3 separate regions of the Sus scrofa genome follow, and regions 1 and 3 are each linked to region 2. A link is a contact called in public HiChIP or PLAC-seq data. All regions are on one chromosome and are shown on one strand. The core of a region is the stretch at or near the end of the contact, and the rest is flanking DNA. Distances in the headings are between cores, read along the strand shown.

Region 1 (3,236 bases), core at 165-2,664, 150 kb before region 2:
ACCGAATTTTCCTAGTGGCCAGGAAATGAGATGCTTCATAAGTTATAAAGGGCTAACAAGTTGTGGAGAGGCCCATCATAAGGGCCTGAAATTTTATGGCCCTAAAGCAGGTATAACAAATACCTGCAGAAGATAAAGCTGCTTCTTAACAGACAGATGCTCTTGTTTTGGGAAGTGGGGCAGCCAGCCCAGCTGTCTGCTCTCAAACCCATCCTTCCTTCCTTCCTTCCTTTTTTCCTACTCTCCTTCCTTCCCTCCTCCCTCCTCCCCTTTTCTTTTCCTCCATCCCCCCTTTTTTCTTCCCTCTCTCCCTTCCTCCTTTCATTTTATCATTCATTAATCCAGAAATATATGTTTGAGTTTCAACTATGTGCCAGGAACCCTGCTCAGATACTGTGGTTAAAAAGACAACCTTTGGTCTCTGCCCTAGAAGACACTGCACCATTTTTGCAGCTTGAATTTCATTCATTTATGCATTCATTCAAAACATATTTATGAGTTGCTGGGTTAGGGAAAATATAGCCCCCTGGAATTGGAGCTCACACTTATACATAGCTTCCACAATTAGCAACTCCCTTCTACCAAACATGCAGAGGAAATACACAGTTCTTGTACAGACTGATTATGGAATCATCTATGATTCTCTTCCCTCAGCCCTTTCTCAACTCCTAAACATACTCTTCTATTCCTGTGTCCACTAATTTTTCTTCCCAAAAAGGGAAATAGTTTATGCTTGAAATTTTAAACTCCCTGATTTCAGACAAGGCCTGGGAGAGTATAAATAAGCATATGAATATTTAGCAAAAATGACTGCTATGTGAAGCTCGAAGCACTGTTGTCATAATGCAGAGCCTGCTCTAATCGCAGCCACAGGGAAAGCATTTGTCGCTGTCTTATCACAGAGGAATGATTTTCCCATTGGCAATGGCAGCCTGCCAGCTGGCTGTGCAGCCAGTGCCTTCTTGGTCCTCTGGGTCACAATATCAGTTGGCATGCTTCACCACCGCCAGGCACTGACATTTCTATTTTTGCAGGAGGCACAGGGTCAGGAAACAAAACTGCAGAATCACGGACTAATTCTTATTTATATTGAATGTGAATCTCATTTTGGCTCAGAAGCCTATGAATTTCCAACTCTTATAGTTCAGTACATCAGAGATGACTTGGAGTTTTGCTGATTGATGTGGTCTGATAGTTTTGGATCTTATCATTCCCTTTAAATTCCTAAGGTGGGTAGTAGAGAGCATCGCTATACATCTACAATAATTTGCCATTTCAAAGTAAAGCAGCAGCTTGGCTGGGGCAACATTTTCACCCAAGCCCAACTCAGAATGAGTACAACAGAGTGATAGCTTTTATAGGGAAACCAAGTCCTCTGGGGGAATGGTTTGGAACAACCATTAGCTGCCTCACCCAAAGAAGGCTGCCAAGGGCTCCTTCAGACCTTTACATTAGACAGTTCACAGCCATGTAGACTCCATGATAACAGTATCTTGGAAACTGTTTAAGATTCTATTGGTGCTTCTGATTCTAGCCAAGATGGAGCAACAGGGACCAGACTTACTCTCCACATTAAACAAAAATTGGGCAAAATATGTGACATAACAGTTTTCAAGACACCAAACAGCAGGCAATAAAGGATTCATTAGAGATGGGAAACCAACAGGATGAGTGCTAGGATTGCCTCGGCTTACTGAGTTGAGTGATTTCATAAGTTGCAGTGCAGTGGTGAGGAAACACAGGTAGAGTTCAATGGACTCCTTGAGTTGAGGGATGGGACTGAGAATCTAAGAGACCAAGGCAACTAGGATATGCAGGACAGAATGCTAGGGAGGAGGAAGCAGCATGCAGAGAGCACTCTGAACATCTTAAAAGAGTCCCATCTAAGTATTTAGCTGAATACATACACGTGAAAAAACTGCCTGAGGCTAGGGAGAAAAACACCCAAAAGGATTAGAGGTAATACTGCCCAATGATCATATACAGCTAAGAATATTACCTGTTTTTCAAAGCCAGACTGGAAAACCTCATTATCTGTGGAGCATTGGGTAAAGTACCAAGAAAGGACTTAATTCTATAGTGGGGAAAAATTAGCCCTCAACTGATCACTGCTCCAGTCCTGCCAAATCTTAAAAGCAAGACTCAAAATGATCAAAATATTTCTAAATAACTTACCTGGGTCCCAGGAACAAAAGCTTAAGAATATAGGAATACAAAAATATTCAGTGCCCAACAAAGTAAATTTCACAGTCTCTGGCAGCCAATAAAAAGTTACCAAGCATGAAAAGAAGCAGGAAAATACAACTCTTAATGAGGAGAATAAAAAAATCAATTAAAATCAACCTAGACCTCACACAGATGTTAGAATTAGCAGACAAGGCCATTAAAACAGCTATTATAACTACTTTCCATATGTTCAAAAGGTTAAGTAAAGGCATAGAAAATATACAATGTAAAAGATTCCAATTTCTAGGGATGAAAACAAAGTGTGAAGTGAAAAAATACTTTGGGTGGAATAAATGGCAGACTATACATTGCAGAAGAAAAAAATAGTGAATTTGAAGACAAAAAAAAAAAAAGACAACGATTCAAAATGAAACACAGGACAAAAAGAGAATTTAAAAACTAACAGAGCATCAGTGAGCTGTGGGGAACTTCCAAGTAGCTTAATATAAGTATAACTGGAGTCCCCAAAGGAGGGATGAGACAGAAAAATATTTGAAGAAATGACCTCAAATTTCCAAATTTGATAAAAAGAATAAACTCACAAATTCAAGAAGGTCAACAAACCCTAAGCTCAAGAAATATTTTTAAAAAGTACACCAGGAGTCATGTAATCAAATTGCTCAATATCATTGATGGAGAGAATAGCAGAGGGACAAAAGGAAGAGATAATAGCAGACTTTTCATCATCAATAATATGAGTGAGAAAACAGTGAAGCAACATCTACCTGAAATAACTTTCAACCTAGAATTCTATACCAGAGAATATATCTTTCAGAAAGAAAGGTGAAATGAAACTTTTTTCAGAAATAGAAAAACTGAAAGAATTCATCACCAGCTCATCCACACTACAAGAAAAGTTGAGGAAAACTATACAAATGGAAATATGGACTTGAAGGAGAGCTTTGGTAGGTAAATAAATAAGATTTTTCCCCTTATTATTTGAATCTCTTTTAAAGAATGCTTGTTTAAACAAAAAATATACTAACTACTAACATAGCATAGGATTTATC
Region 2 (2,991 bases), core at 292-2,791:
GACCTTCCAAGAACTGTAGGTCTGTTGTAGTCTGTAGTCCTGAACAGGGCTTCTGCCAGGTGGCTTTGTATCAGTGTTTTGAATCGATGTTATCCCCCAGCACACGATTAGCAGTGTCTGGAGACACCTTTAATTGTCAGGACTGGGGGTGAGGGGTCTGCGGCTGGCCCTAGGGTAAGGCCTAGGGATGCTGGTGTTGCTGGACATCTTGCATTTCAAAGGACAGCCCCATCCCCAGAGATCCAGCCCACAATGTCAGTCAAGAGCCTCTGTTTAAATAATTCAAAGGATAACAGAACAAACTTTTCTCTCAAAAAATCTTTTTCCTGATGCTTTAGAAAAAGCTATAACAGTTCGTAATTATTACCTACTCCATTTTAAAGTGCTATATTGTTAAGATAAATTATCTCAGCTTTTGTTTTGACAAATTATCTTAGCTTTTGTTTTTGACTGTTAGATACATGAAGTCACTAATCCCTTAGCTTAAGTGTATCACATATTTATTTTTTTAATCTATTTATTTGTTCGGTCCCACCTGTAGCATGTAGAAGTTCCTAGGCCAGGGATCAAACCTATGCTATAGCAGTAACCAGAGCCATAGCAGTGACAACACCGGATTCTTACCCCACTGAGCCCCCAGGGAACTCCCATCATATATATTTTTTAAACTTTTTATTTGAAATTAATTTAAAACTTACAACAAGTTGCAAAAATAAAAGTAGTTCAGGAGTTCCTGCTGTGGTGCAGTGGGATCAGCGGTGTCTCTGAAGCACCAGAATGCAGGTTCGATCCCCAGCCGAGCACAGTAGGTTAAATGATCTGACATGGGCTGTAGCTGTGGTGTAGGTCCCAGCTGCAGCTCAGACCTGATCCCTGGCTGGGAACTCCACATGCTAGGGTGTGGAGAATAGAGGGTGGAGGGGGCCAAAAAAGAAGGAAAAAAAAAAAATAGTGCAGGGAACACTTGCACTTTTCACCTTAGCCGGATTACTCTCTTGCTAACATTTTTATCTCATTGTGTCATGTGCATGCATGATTGTTTGCTCTCTACTTTTTATGAACCACTTGAGAGTAAGTTACACACATCATGGCTCCTTATCCTAAATACTGTAGTGTGTATTTCATCCAACATATAACCACAGTACTGTTACATTGGTCTAACATTGTAATCTACCCCCCATTTCGTCAGTTTATCTAATGATATCCTTTATAGAGCCTTTTTCTCCTCCTATTCCACTAAAGCTATTACAAAGGAAGTTTATTTAAAGACATAAATTCAGAGAGATAATAAGAATAAGAACTTGAGTATTCTTGGGGCCCAGAATAACTCCTGGAACTTCATGAATTCTCAGTAAATACTTATGGAAAGCATAAGAAGGGATGGTAGCAGCGTGAACATGGAGAGCAGAGTGGTGGTGGTGATGGTGGAGCTGGCCTGAGTGTACTAGGAGGCTTTCTCTCCGTGGCCCTAACTGGGCCACGTGCCACCCTGGCTGGTGGTGTGAGGTTTTGAGCTGATTTATCTCTCAGGCTGGACACATTGCTGCCAGAACATGATCGTATTTTGTCAGCAGGATGTAAGGGAGAGTTAGCCTTCTACAGTAGGTCACAATCAACAACCTTCCCTCCTCGGTACCCTTTCTCAGGATGTGCTGTGAGAGGCAAGCATGTAGCATGGGGAGAGGTGAAAGAGTATGAAGCTGCACAGCAGGCGGGGAAAACAAGCAGCCTGTGTCAAGCTGTTCAGGGCTGTGGCCAGAGCCACGTGGGGCTGCTGAGCACTGCCGATATAGCTAGGACACCTGAAGAGTGGAGTTCTTAACTTTTTTTCCTTTTTTTTTTTTTTGGAGCTTTAGGGCTGTGCCCATGGCACATGGAGGTTCCGAGGCTAGGGGCTACAGCTGCTGGCCTACACCACAGCCACGGCAAGCAGGATCTGAGCCATGTCTGCAACCTATACCACAGCTCATGACAGTGCCAGATCCTTAACCCACTGAGCGAGGCCAGGAATCAAATCCACCTCCTCATGGATCCTAGCTGGGCTTATTAACAACTAAGCCATGAAGGGAACTCCTTGGAGTTCTTTTTTTTTTTTTTTTTTTTTTGTCTTTTTGCTATCTCTTTGGGCCGCTCCCGCGGCATGTGGAGTTCCCAGGCTAGGGGTCGAATCGGAGCTGGAGCGTCCGGCCTACGCCAGAGCCACAGCAACTCAGGATCCGAGCCGCGTCTGCAACCTACACCACAGCTCATGGCAACGCCATATCGTTAACCCTCTGAGCAAGGGCAGGGACCGAAACCCGCAACCTCATGGTTCCTAGTCAGATTCGTTAACCACTGCGCCACGACGGGAACTCCATCCTTGGAGTTCTTAATTTAAATTCAATAAAATGAAATACCTGTGATAGCGTAAATACTTTCCCATTAAATAGAAGCTATTATAAAGTAAATAAAAATGGCTAACTGAATATATTATTAAATATATTTTAATACATATTAAGATATTCTCATTTTTTATTTTTTGTCTTTTAAGGCTGCACCCACAGCATATGGAGGTTCCCAGGCTAAGGGTCTAATTGGAACTGTGGCCACCGGCCTATGCCACAGCCACAGCAGCACCAGATCCGAGCTGCATCTGCAATGTACACCACAGCTCACGGCAACGCCAGATCCTTAACCCACCGAGCAAGGTCAGGGATAGAACCTGCAACCTCATGGCTCTTAGTCAAATTTGTTTCCACCACGCCACTATGGGAACTCCTTTATTTTTTAATTTAAAATTTGTTTTTTGTCTTTAGATATTTTCAAAAGAACATGTAAAATACATTTGTTAATATACGTGCTAGAAAATTTTACATTAGATATTTGACTCTCTTCATATTTCTACTGGACATCACTGATACAGATGGTAGGAGGAGGGTGGAGAACTCTATGAGGAATCATTCATTGGGCAGATATTAAAGGGATGCCCGTTATGTCCAGGCACCATTCTAG
Region 3 (2,972 bases), core at 422-2,921, 190 kb before region 2:
CACCTATGGTTATCCCATTTTTACCACTAGATGGAGAGCATGTATCCTAGGATTTTCAATCCATTAGTGAGAAAGCAAATTTCTGTCTTTCATGTCTTAACCAAATGACCTTATACATTGATGGCCATATCATGGAAACTGGCTCTCAAAAAACTGCACCTAGAAGATAACTCTCAGAAATATTTGTTCTTAATGAAAAGGCAGAGGCAAGGGAGAAACACTAACTTCAGGAAAGTGGTTACCTCTGGGATGGGATAAATTGGAATTGGGTGTCAGTGGGGAGCTCTAAATGTTTGCAACTGCTGAATTCTTATTTAAAAGTAGATTTGCAGCAAATGTGTCCAAAAACACTAACTTTGGATGAGTTCTGGGTGGTAGTATGGAATAGTTAGATGTATTTCTCTGTGTTTGAAAATTTTCAAAATTGCAAGATTTTTAAAGGAGCGGGGAGAAAGCCTTGAAGAAAAAATTTATGCTCACTCTAGCTCTCTACATCTGTCTAACAAGCTTGGTAATATTATCCTCAGAGAACTGCAATTTGCAACAAGAACTGCAACAGAGTAAAAACCATAGTGTTTCTTCACTTGGTCTCTCCTGTTGCCACCCTCCTACTAAACCTTACATTTGTCCCTGAGGTTAAGTCCACTAAAGGCCATCACTTACACACAATTGGCTTATTACTTCTTGTCTCCAAGTTGGATTCTTTTCGACCAAGTTGAAAGATGAATAAAACTGGTTTCCACATTTCTGTTTTGATTACTGCTGTTATCTAATGAGCTTCTCCAAACCTTAGTGGCATAAAACAACCCCTTTATGATGCTTGTGGAACTCAGTTCCACAATATCTGGGGCCTCGGTTTGGGAGACTCAAGTGAGGGGTCACCCAACAGTTGGGAGTGACTGGCCGGTTGGTGGCAAAAGTCACCGGGAGCTATCTTTGCTCTTGTGTTTGGTGGTTGATGATGGCTGTCGGCTGAGACTTCAGGTGGGGCTGTCAGCTGAGCCATCTCCTGGTTATAAACACGTCACTAAGGTTGGCCCAGTTTTCATGGAAGGGGACAGAAAGACACTGCTCTCAACAGGGGAGGTGTCAAAGGATTTGCAGGCATATGGTGAAACATCACAATATCCTCTTGACTCTGCTATGACAATAAAGTAGAACTGATAAACTTGGACCCTACTTCCTCTTCGTCCACTCAAGTGATCCACGTGGAGGGATATTTGAGTGTATCCACTAAGTTATTTAGGAACATGTTCGGTCAAGTTCAGGCAGCTGAGGTCTAACCTAACATGGTAATGTATTTTATCAGTTCTCATCCTTTGGAACATGGACTGGTTATTTCCAATGACAGTAAACATAAAGGTCATAAATAACACATATAATAAGATTTTCACCACGATGAAATATTTGCAGTGGGGAGCTTTATTAATCATCTATTGCTATATAACAAATTACTCTAAAAACTTGGTAGCTTAAAACAACAAATATTTATTATCTCACAGCTTCTGTGGGTCAGGAATTTGTGACTAGCTTAGCTCGGTGGCTCTGACTCAGGGTCTCTCATGGTGTTGCCATCAAGATGTTGGCCAAGGCCGTGTTGTGTGAAGACCTAACTGGGGCTGAAGAATCTGCTTCCACTGGAGCTCACTCACATGGCTGTTGGCAAGAGGCCATGATTCCTTATCGGTGGTTGGCAGGTGACCTCAGTTCCTCACCATGTGGGCCTCTCCAGAGGGCTGCTTAAGTGTTCTCATGACATGACAGCTGGCGTCTTCCACAGCGAGTGACCCAAGAGAGAGAGCAAGGAGGAGACCACAGTAACTTTTATGTTCAAGCCTCTCTAAGTGTCACAAGATCACACCTGCTATATTCTTTTTATTAGAAGTGAGTTACTGGAATTCCCATCATGGCTCAGTGGTAATAAACCTGACTAGTATCCATGAGGATATGGATTCAATCCCTGGCCTTGCTCAGTGGGTTAAGGATCCAGCATTGCCATGAGCTGAGGTGCAGGTGGCAGATGTGGCTTGGATCCTGTATTGCTGTGGCTGTGGTGTAGGCTGGGGGGGCAGCTGCAGCCCTGATTCAGACCTTCCATATGCTATGGGTGCGACCCCCCAAAATAAAAAATTTATAAATAAATAAAAATAAATTTTGAAAATAAGAAATGAGTTACAAAGTCCAGTCACTAAGTCATACTCAAGAAGAAGGGAACCAAGCCCCACCTCTTGCAGGGAAGCATATCTAAGAATGTGTGATGATATGTGAAGACAGGGTGTTTGAAAAAGAGATTTCTCTATCTGAAGGGATCTGCCTCAGGACAGCTGTCCTTATTTATGCAACCAATGCAGAGAAATAAGTAGTTTCCATGTGAAAAATTAACAGTCAAGTTCCCCTTTGCCATTCAGATGGGAGGTACATCTGGATTGCTCTCATCTGCTCTGCTCCTGTCTTTATAGGATGGGAATTATGATTCTTGTCAATAAAATCTTGGAGACGCTCTAAAACATTGTGTAGTTTACCCTTACTCTTAATTGTGGTAATATTGTGGAGGTGTGGGCATTCCCATGCCTATTTCAACCACCCTACTGACACTAGGATCGACTTGGCCATGCAAGTTACCTGGACAGAGGCAAGTCCTTTCTTATACTCCATTCGATGATGCATCTTTCAAAAGTCCAAGCTTAAATGGTCAGGATGATAGATGAGGCTCTGCTTCGGGCCAAGGTGGATCATAAGATGCAGAAAAATGACCACCTTCAAAAAGCAAAACAACCGTTTTGCTTGAAGCAGTGAAGTAAAGGGCATCCGAGTGACTCTTTCTCATCCTTAGTGAGAGAAACTGGAGAAGCGCCAATGATTCATTTGTCTGAGAACAGGAAACTTAAGTGGCCCCGATTCGGATACCGGAAAAGGAAGATCTTCCCCGAGTCCTAAGGTGGGAGATGCCCATCCTAAGGATGACGTAGCCA

The links. HiChIP or PLAC-seq counts read pairs in DNA pulled down with a chosen protein or histone mark.
Region 1: a contact with region 2 is called in an H3K27ac HiChIP or PLAC-seq map of skeletal muscle. The contact joins two enhancer-like sites. A contact is called at or near these places in 2 of 47 Hi-C or Micro-C datasets (fetal heart ventricle and heart right ventricle) and 1 of 2 datasets of contacts at active chromatin or transcription factors (skeletal muscle).
Region 3: a contact with region 2 is called in an H3K27ac HiChIP or PLAC-seq map of skeletal muscle. The contact joins two enhancer-like sites. A contact is called at or near these places in 7 of 47 Hi-C or Micro-C datasets (embryonic fibroblasts, fetal heart ventricle, heart right ventricle and 3 more) and 1 of 2 datasets of contacts at active chromatin or transcription factors (skeletal muscle).

What each region holds. Positions count from the first base shown.
Region 1 is chr14:102,757,122-102,760,357 of Sscrofa11.1, forward strand. No RefSeq gene overlaps it. Among named protein-coding and RNA genes, the nearest start is that of PCGF5, 68 kb to the right of the region's middle. Within about 2 kb of position 1,415, at least 9 of the 83 cell types and tissues checked have an H3K27ac peak or open chromatin away from gene starts, as enhancers often do. A contact at or near this core is called in skeletal muscle, where this site is marked.
Region 2 is chr14:102,911,125-102,914,115 of Sscrofa11.1, forward strand. The region is part of intron 3 of PCGF5 (polycomb group RING finger protein 5); the gene reads left to right. Among named protein-coding and RNA genes, the nearest start is that of PCGF5, 85 kb to the left of the region's middle. Within about 2 kb of position 1,542, at least 3 of the 83 cell types and tissues checked have an H3K27ac peak or open chromatin away from gene starts, as enhancers often do. A contact at or near this core is called in skeletal muscle, where this site is marked.
Region 3 is chr14:102,718,035-102,721,006 of Sscrofa11.1, forward strand. No RefSeq gene overlaps it. Among named protein-coding and RNA genes, the nearest start is that of ANKRD1, 110 kb to the left of the region's middle. Within about 2 kb of position 1,672, at least 4 of the 83 cell types and tissues checked have an H3K27ac peak or open chromatin away from gene starts, as enhancers often do.